Linked DNA regions of Hordeum vulgare: region 1 is linked to region 2. A link is a contact called in public Hi-C data. All regions are on one chromosome and are shown on one strand. Each heading gives the region's core, a stretch centred on a gene start, on an enhancer-like site or on the middle of the called end of the contact. The rest is flanking DNA. Distances are from core to core; before and after follow the strand shown. Region 1 has its middle 15 kb from the start of LOC123444449. Region 2 holds the start of LOC123444448.

The links. A called contact is a pair of places that touch in the nucleus more often than the background predicts.
Region 1: a Hi-C map of leaf shows a contact between it and region 2, with 3 times the contacts expected there. The contact joins the enhancer-like site here to the promoter of LOC123444448 in region 2. A contact is called at or near these places in 2 of 6 Hi-C or Micro-C datasets (leaf and seedling) and 1 of 1 datasets of contacts at active chromatin or transcription factors (embryo).

Annotation. Positions count from the first base shown.
Region 1 is chr3H:493,807,617-493,810,513 of MorexV3_pseudomolecules_assembly, reverse strand. No RefSeq gene overlaps it. Among protein-coding and RNA genes, the nearest start is that of LOC123444449, 15 kb to the left of the region's middle. Within about 2 kb of position 1,538, at least 1 of the 3 cell types and tissues checked has open chromatin away from gene starts, as enhancers often do. A contact at or near this core is called in leaf, where this site is marked.
Region 2 is chr3H:493,572,010-493,574,751 of MorexV3_pseudomolecules_assembly, reverse strand. It overlaps LOC123444448, which reads left to right and starts at 1,268. Exons shown (of 2, transcript XM_045121158.1): 1 at 1,268-1,686; 2 at 1,793-2,283. The coding sequence starts at 1,417. The coding sequence ends at 2,155. It overlaps LOC123444447 (DNA polymerase eta), which reads right to left and starts at 1,402. Exons shown (of 14, transcript XM_045121155.1): 1 at 1,263-1,402; 2 at 1,046-1,166; 3 at 862-973; 4 at 597-764; 5 at 350-514; 6 at 21-124. The coding sequence starts at 1,338.

The sequences.
Region 1 (2,897 bases), core at 289-2,788, 240 kb before region 2:
GGATTGAAACTGACAATTTCTTTTGCCTAGCGCCAGTTGAACGTCCCCCTGCATGCAAAGCACTATCGCTAGCAATGCATATTTTGAGGAACGTTCTTAACATCACCGTCGCCGTTGCGGCTGTGGAACCATATGCCATCTTAGTAGCATCGAAGTAGCTAAACCGTTGTTATAGTATCGTCGAAGCAGCCCTGCCATCATCACAACACTGTCATGGCCGGGAAGCACATCTTTGCAGCATCGTCGAAGTAGACGGGCCTCCGTATCATCGCTGCCATCGAAGCACGTCGTCGTAATCGATCAAAGCATGAGGCGGCCACAACATGCTGTCGAAGTAACCGGGCCTCCATTGCAGTATCATCGCGGCCGTCGAAGCATGTCATCGTGATCGATCGAAGCATGACGCCGTCGGGCCTCCATTTCAGTATCATCGCGTTCGTCGAAGCACATCTTCGTGATCAATCGAAGCATAACACCGCGATAGCATGCCGTTGAAGTAGTCGGTCCTCCGTTGCCGCCATTGAAGCACGCCGTCGCAACATCATCGAATCAACCAGCTGCCGTTATAGCATCGCTGGGGCCAGTGACGCATGTCATCGAAGCACGCTCGACTAATTGAAGAAGACATTATTGTTGCACCCATTGTAGCATGCTACCGAATCATCATGTAACCAGCCAGAGCACGTTGTTACAACATCATCAAAGCATCCCGGATGTTGTTACAACATCATCATCGCAACATCAGCATGGGTGTGGAAGCACGCCGTCGCTACATCATCAAAACATCCCGGATGTTGTTGTAGCATCGCCGCCGTCATCCACACATGTTGTGGAAGAACACCACGGCTGTTCGAAGAACGACATCGCGACATAGCCACGGCCATCAAAGCACGTCGTCGTAACATCATAGAAGTAGCAAGGTTCCCATTGTAACATTGATGCGGTTATCGACGCATGATGTTGAAGCACACCATGGTCATTCAGAAAACACTGTTGCGACATCTCCCGACCGTCAAAGCACATCGTCACCACATCATCAAGCAACAAGGTTCCCGTTGTACAAACGTCACGATCCTCGATGGATGTCGTCGAAGCATGGCACAATCGTTTGAAAAAACACCGATGTCGCCAAGTCGTCGCATACCTCGAAGCATGTCATTCGAACATCGTTGAAGTAGTTGGGCCGCCATCGCACACACCTGGTAGCATCACCACGGTCGTTGTAGCATGCCTCGTAGCAACATCATGGTCGTGGAAGTAGTCGGGTCGTCGTGGTAGCACGCCTCGTAGCATCCCTATTGTCGTCGAAGCAGTCCAGCCATAGGTTATTTGTTTTTCTTTTTACATGTTATTTTGTATCTGTATCATATATTTGTATGTTGTTTCAATGGTACAAGCAACTTTTCAATGACGGTGACATGAGGCCGCCACTTGAATGGAAAGCTGGCCAGTGGTTGGATGCTCCGAGTTGCTGCTCCTATGTATGCGTGATGAATTTGCAAGTAGTACGTCACAATAGGGAGCTTTTTTGTTTTTGATGAGAAGACGCAACAGGGAGCTTGCACGAGATGCTAGTGAGGAGGTTGGACGGGATATTACTGGACCAATCCAATGGTCCTGTGTGTCACTATCGTACGGTTTGGGAGGAGGCTGGTTTTTCTCAATTTTCAGCCGGTTGATTTGTAGCGTTGACCTATAAGATAAGATATAAGATGTGTATATTTTTTGTTGGACCGTTAAGGATTTAGTTTAAATTCTGGATTCACCGTGCAATTAAGCCGTTTTTACACAGGGTAGTTATGATGAACTTTGGGATACTTATATTTAGACGAGTTTTTTCCTCTCGTATATTTTTTGGCCCACAGGGTAGATATGTATACTTCAATCCTGGATCCGTCATTTCCCTCCTTCCAACATCGATGTGGTACCACGCCACCCTACTTCATCATCTTCGCAGCCTGTCCTCGCACTCTCCCCTCCCTTTGACGAGCACCTCGGTGATGCGGGCAAAACCCTGGCTTGGCGACAGGGAATGAGAATGAACATCCTTAACTTTGTAGATGTTCGACTACTACTACCAGACTAACTTCTCTAGGAGCATGCATTTTCACGTGCACACCTGCTAGTCACTAAGAAACCATCATTCAGCTAACAAGGAATCCCTAAGAAACCACCATTACATGTTCCTCAGACGGTCAGACACTCGGCTGATAACATCATGCGCGTTCGTCACCTCCGTGACCGTCGGATCTATCTAGATCGAATGGTGCGGGAAGCAACCTGGTTTTATAACTGAGTCGTTGTTGTAATTTTCCTCACCGCAACAACTGGAATCTCACATGAATTCTTGACCACCTCCAGGGTGGTCCTAGTTTGCTGTGAGCCAGGGGTTGGTGCGGTCGCCATCGTGGTGCGCCGTTCCAACTGGAGGTCGGCACGGTAGTCGTAGTGGTGCTTTTCGCCTGCCTATAACATGTCCGTCAACCGCGCGTAGTGCACCCACCTCGTCGGAGAGGAAGATGGCGGCGATGCGACCTGGTCAGTGGTTCGGTGCTCGTCCGCATCGACGCTCCTCTCTCACCATTGTTTGACGGGAGCGCATGGCGAACGTCATTTACCTTTTTTTTGGTAACATTTGGGATGTTGCAAAACTTTCTTTAGTGACACATGTATAAAGGTGAGAGTTTCTTTTTTGCAACATTAGCCCTATTGCAGAAAATTTCTACATCAATATCTCTGTTGCAAAAGTTCCGCAACACGAACTCTATTACAAACGTCCGAACGCAACATCATCATTGTTGCGATCTTTTAAAAAGATCCGAAGATCCGTCGGCCGACGGCGTGGAGTTGCCCTTATTTCTATGTTCCAACAATTTAGTGCATGGTGTGCTAGCCGG
Region 2 (2,742 bases), core at 19-2,518:
GTTGTCATGTGGCTCGTTACATCTTCTTCACAGGCAGTGATGCTAGAAAGTCTTGAACCGAAGAAGATGGAACAACTGTTTGTTGAGCAGGTTTGTGCATCCCGCTGACAAGTTTAGCTAACATCTGCAGAATATAACAACATTTGAGTGGAACACTGCAGCAGGAAAAGGAAAGTATCAAAAGGGTAATGGAACAAGAGAAGCACTATGGGGAAGCTGAATTGAGTTCCTAAGTTCAGAGAACAGTACAAATAATTGGACTAATTATTCTTAAATGTGCAGAATGAGAAGAAACGAATCATGCAAAAAAGCATACTTCATCTACTCACTATTATGACTGGTTATAAACCTTATTGTGAGCAATGCCAGCAGAACACGTGAATTGGGTTTCCTCCAGAACTTTTACTCGTAACTGTGCAACAAGTATAGTTCCGCACGCCAGCAACTTATCCTGGTAGTCGGCATCTGCTCGACAAAGCCATGCCTTCACATTCTCTTCCCTGTCACCGGCATCCTGAACATACATATCAAGGTCTACGGTCACACTCACACCAAATGTAAGAGCAGCCCCAACCAATTTACGGAGAATTTCTTACAGAAGGAAGGTCCAGGATATTTGACTTTGTGGCCTCCTCAAAGATAGACTCTGACGACTCCGGGGGAGATTCCAAGAGCATTTCCTTGGCTGCATCAGTAAGGTCGAGATAGACTTCGTCGATGGATGCTCGCTCACACTTCCCCTTAGTCGAAAGGATCGCTACGACCTGAAAGGATTGGACGCAAAACCGTCAAATGCCATGGAACAGTCCTGGTTGTTTAACAATGGGGTAAATTATCGGTGTTGTTGCAGTGGCATGCTACCTCGGAGCCGGCATTTCGGTACACATTGAGATCGGCCTTGTCACGGGACACGGGAACCTGGACGAGGTTTATGCCTGGACAGACATTCTTGGCCTCATCCCCACGCATGGACCTGAATCAACCAATAAAGCATGACAGATATCTGACAGGAACCCCCGAACGGAGCAGGTGAATCGGCCCTCACCTCTTGACGCCGAACTTGCGGGCCTCGTAGCTCACCGCAATCAGGCCGCCGCCTTTCCAGTCGTTGTACTGCACCACGGCCGTCGGCTGCCCCCTGAGCGCCGGGTTCCTCCGCTGCTCGACTGCAGGTGAGCGAATGCACTGTTACCCTCTCAGTTCAGAGACGCTGCGAGAGAGGGGGCAGGGTAGAGGGGGTAGAGGACGAAGAGGGTGGTGACCTTGCACGTAGAAGCAATCGAGGTCGAGGTGGGCGATCACCCGCGGCTCCTGCGGCTCGGGCCTCGCCACCGGCATCGCTTCCCTTTCCCCGCCGCCGCCTCCCGCCGACTCTGCCCTCGCTTTCGCTTCCCTTTCTCTATTGCTTCTTTGTTTATGTTTCGGTTTCGGCCGGGCGCGATCATGGCCGTCCGTCTCGCCAGTTGGAGAGACCACGTGGCGGGCATCCCGCGACTTCTAAGCGAGCCCGTCCCGTTGGCAACCCCATCTCCACGCATCTCCCCTTCCCTCGTCCCATTCCCCTTGTCCACTCTACTCCTCTTCTCTTCCCCTCCGTGCCGCTGCCGCGTGAAGGAGCCGCGGAAGCGGCCGGACTTTGCCGCCGAGGCCGGGAGCGACCAGCGATCTCCTGCCCCGTCGCACCAGGTAAGGGCGCTGCTCAGTGCCTCTTGTATTTTGGTAGGATACTCCGCGAGTCGATCAACACTGTTTGTTTACTGAAATGTATCTTCCAAACTGTTTCCCCTTGCAGATTAACAGTGTGTTTTCCTTGACGTACGAGATATGGGGAACCGACATTTGGCTTGACGCTGGAGCGAACTGTCGTTCGACATCCTCAGAAGTTCAACTCTCTCCTGACCTCATACTTGTGATTGCGAATTTGTGGCATGCAGCTCGGGGTCCAAGATCAACGTATCCTCGTGTGTGGAAGACTGATAAGAGAATTGGCACCATTTCCAAGTCAGAAAAGCTTGTCAAATATGGGAGGTTCTCCTACATTTCACATGCATCATTTTTGGGCTCCTTGTATCCGTGGTCCGTTTCAGCCTACGAGCTAATGCAGGCTCAAAACTACTCCCTCCGTTTTAAAATAAGTGATTTAAAAAAGATCTAATTTTATACTAAAGTTAGTACGAAGTTGAATCACTTTTGAGTCATTTATTTTAAGACGAAGGGAGTATATTCTGCATTTATTTTGGTTGCTCACAAAACTCCAACCTGCAACAAGAATACCGTTTGATTGCAAGCATGTGGTACCCATATGCACGTGATGTTTGTTGGTCACGTTTAAGGCATGCGGTGTGGTAACCTCTTGTTCGAGTGGTGAGGTTATCAACACACATACTCATAGGCAGAGCTTAGCAATTTGAACAAGCATTCGCATTACATTATAGGCATTACATTAGCATAGTCATAGACTCACAATAACGACCCAGAATATCCACACAGACTGACAGATCAATGGCCGACATTCATTGGCCTCCCCCGAGGCATCTCCAAGGTGTTGCCCTCAGCAACCTCCTTGCCTTTGGAGCTATTCCCATGCTAATTAAACTGAATGAGATCAATGGATGTAACGAACCACCATGGACTAATCATGAAAATCAACACACAAGCACATGTAACAAACTAGCATGAAGTGATCATGAAGTTGAACATAGTAGCATTGAAACCGACATGGAAAACATGTGCATCTACCAC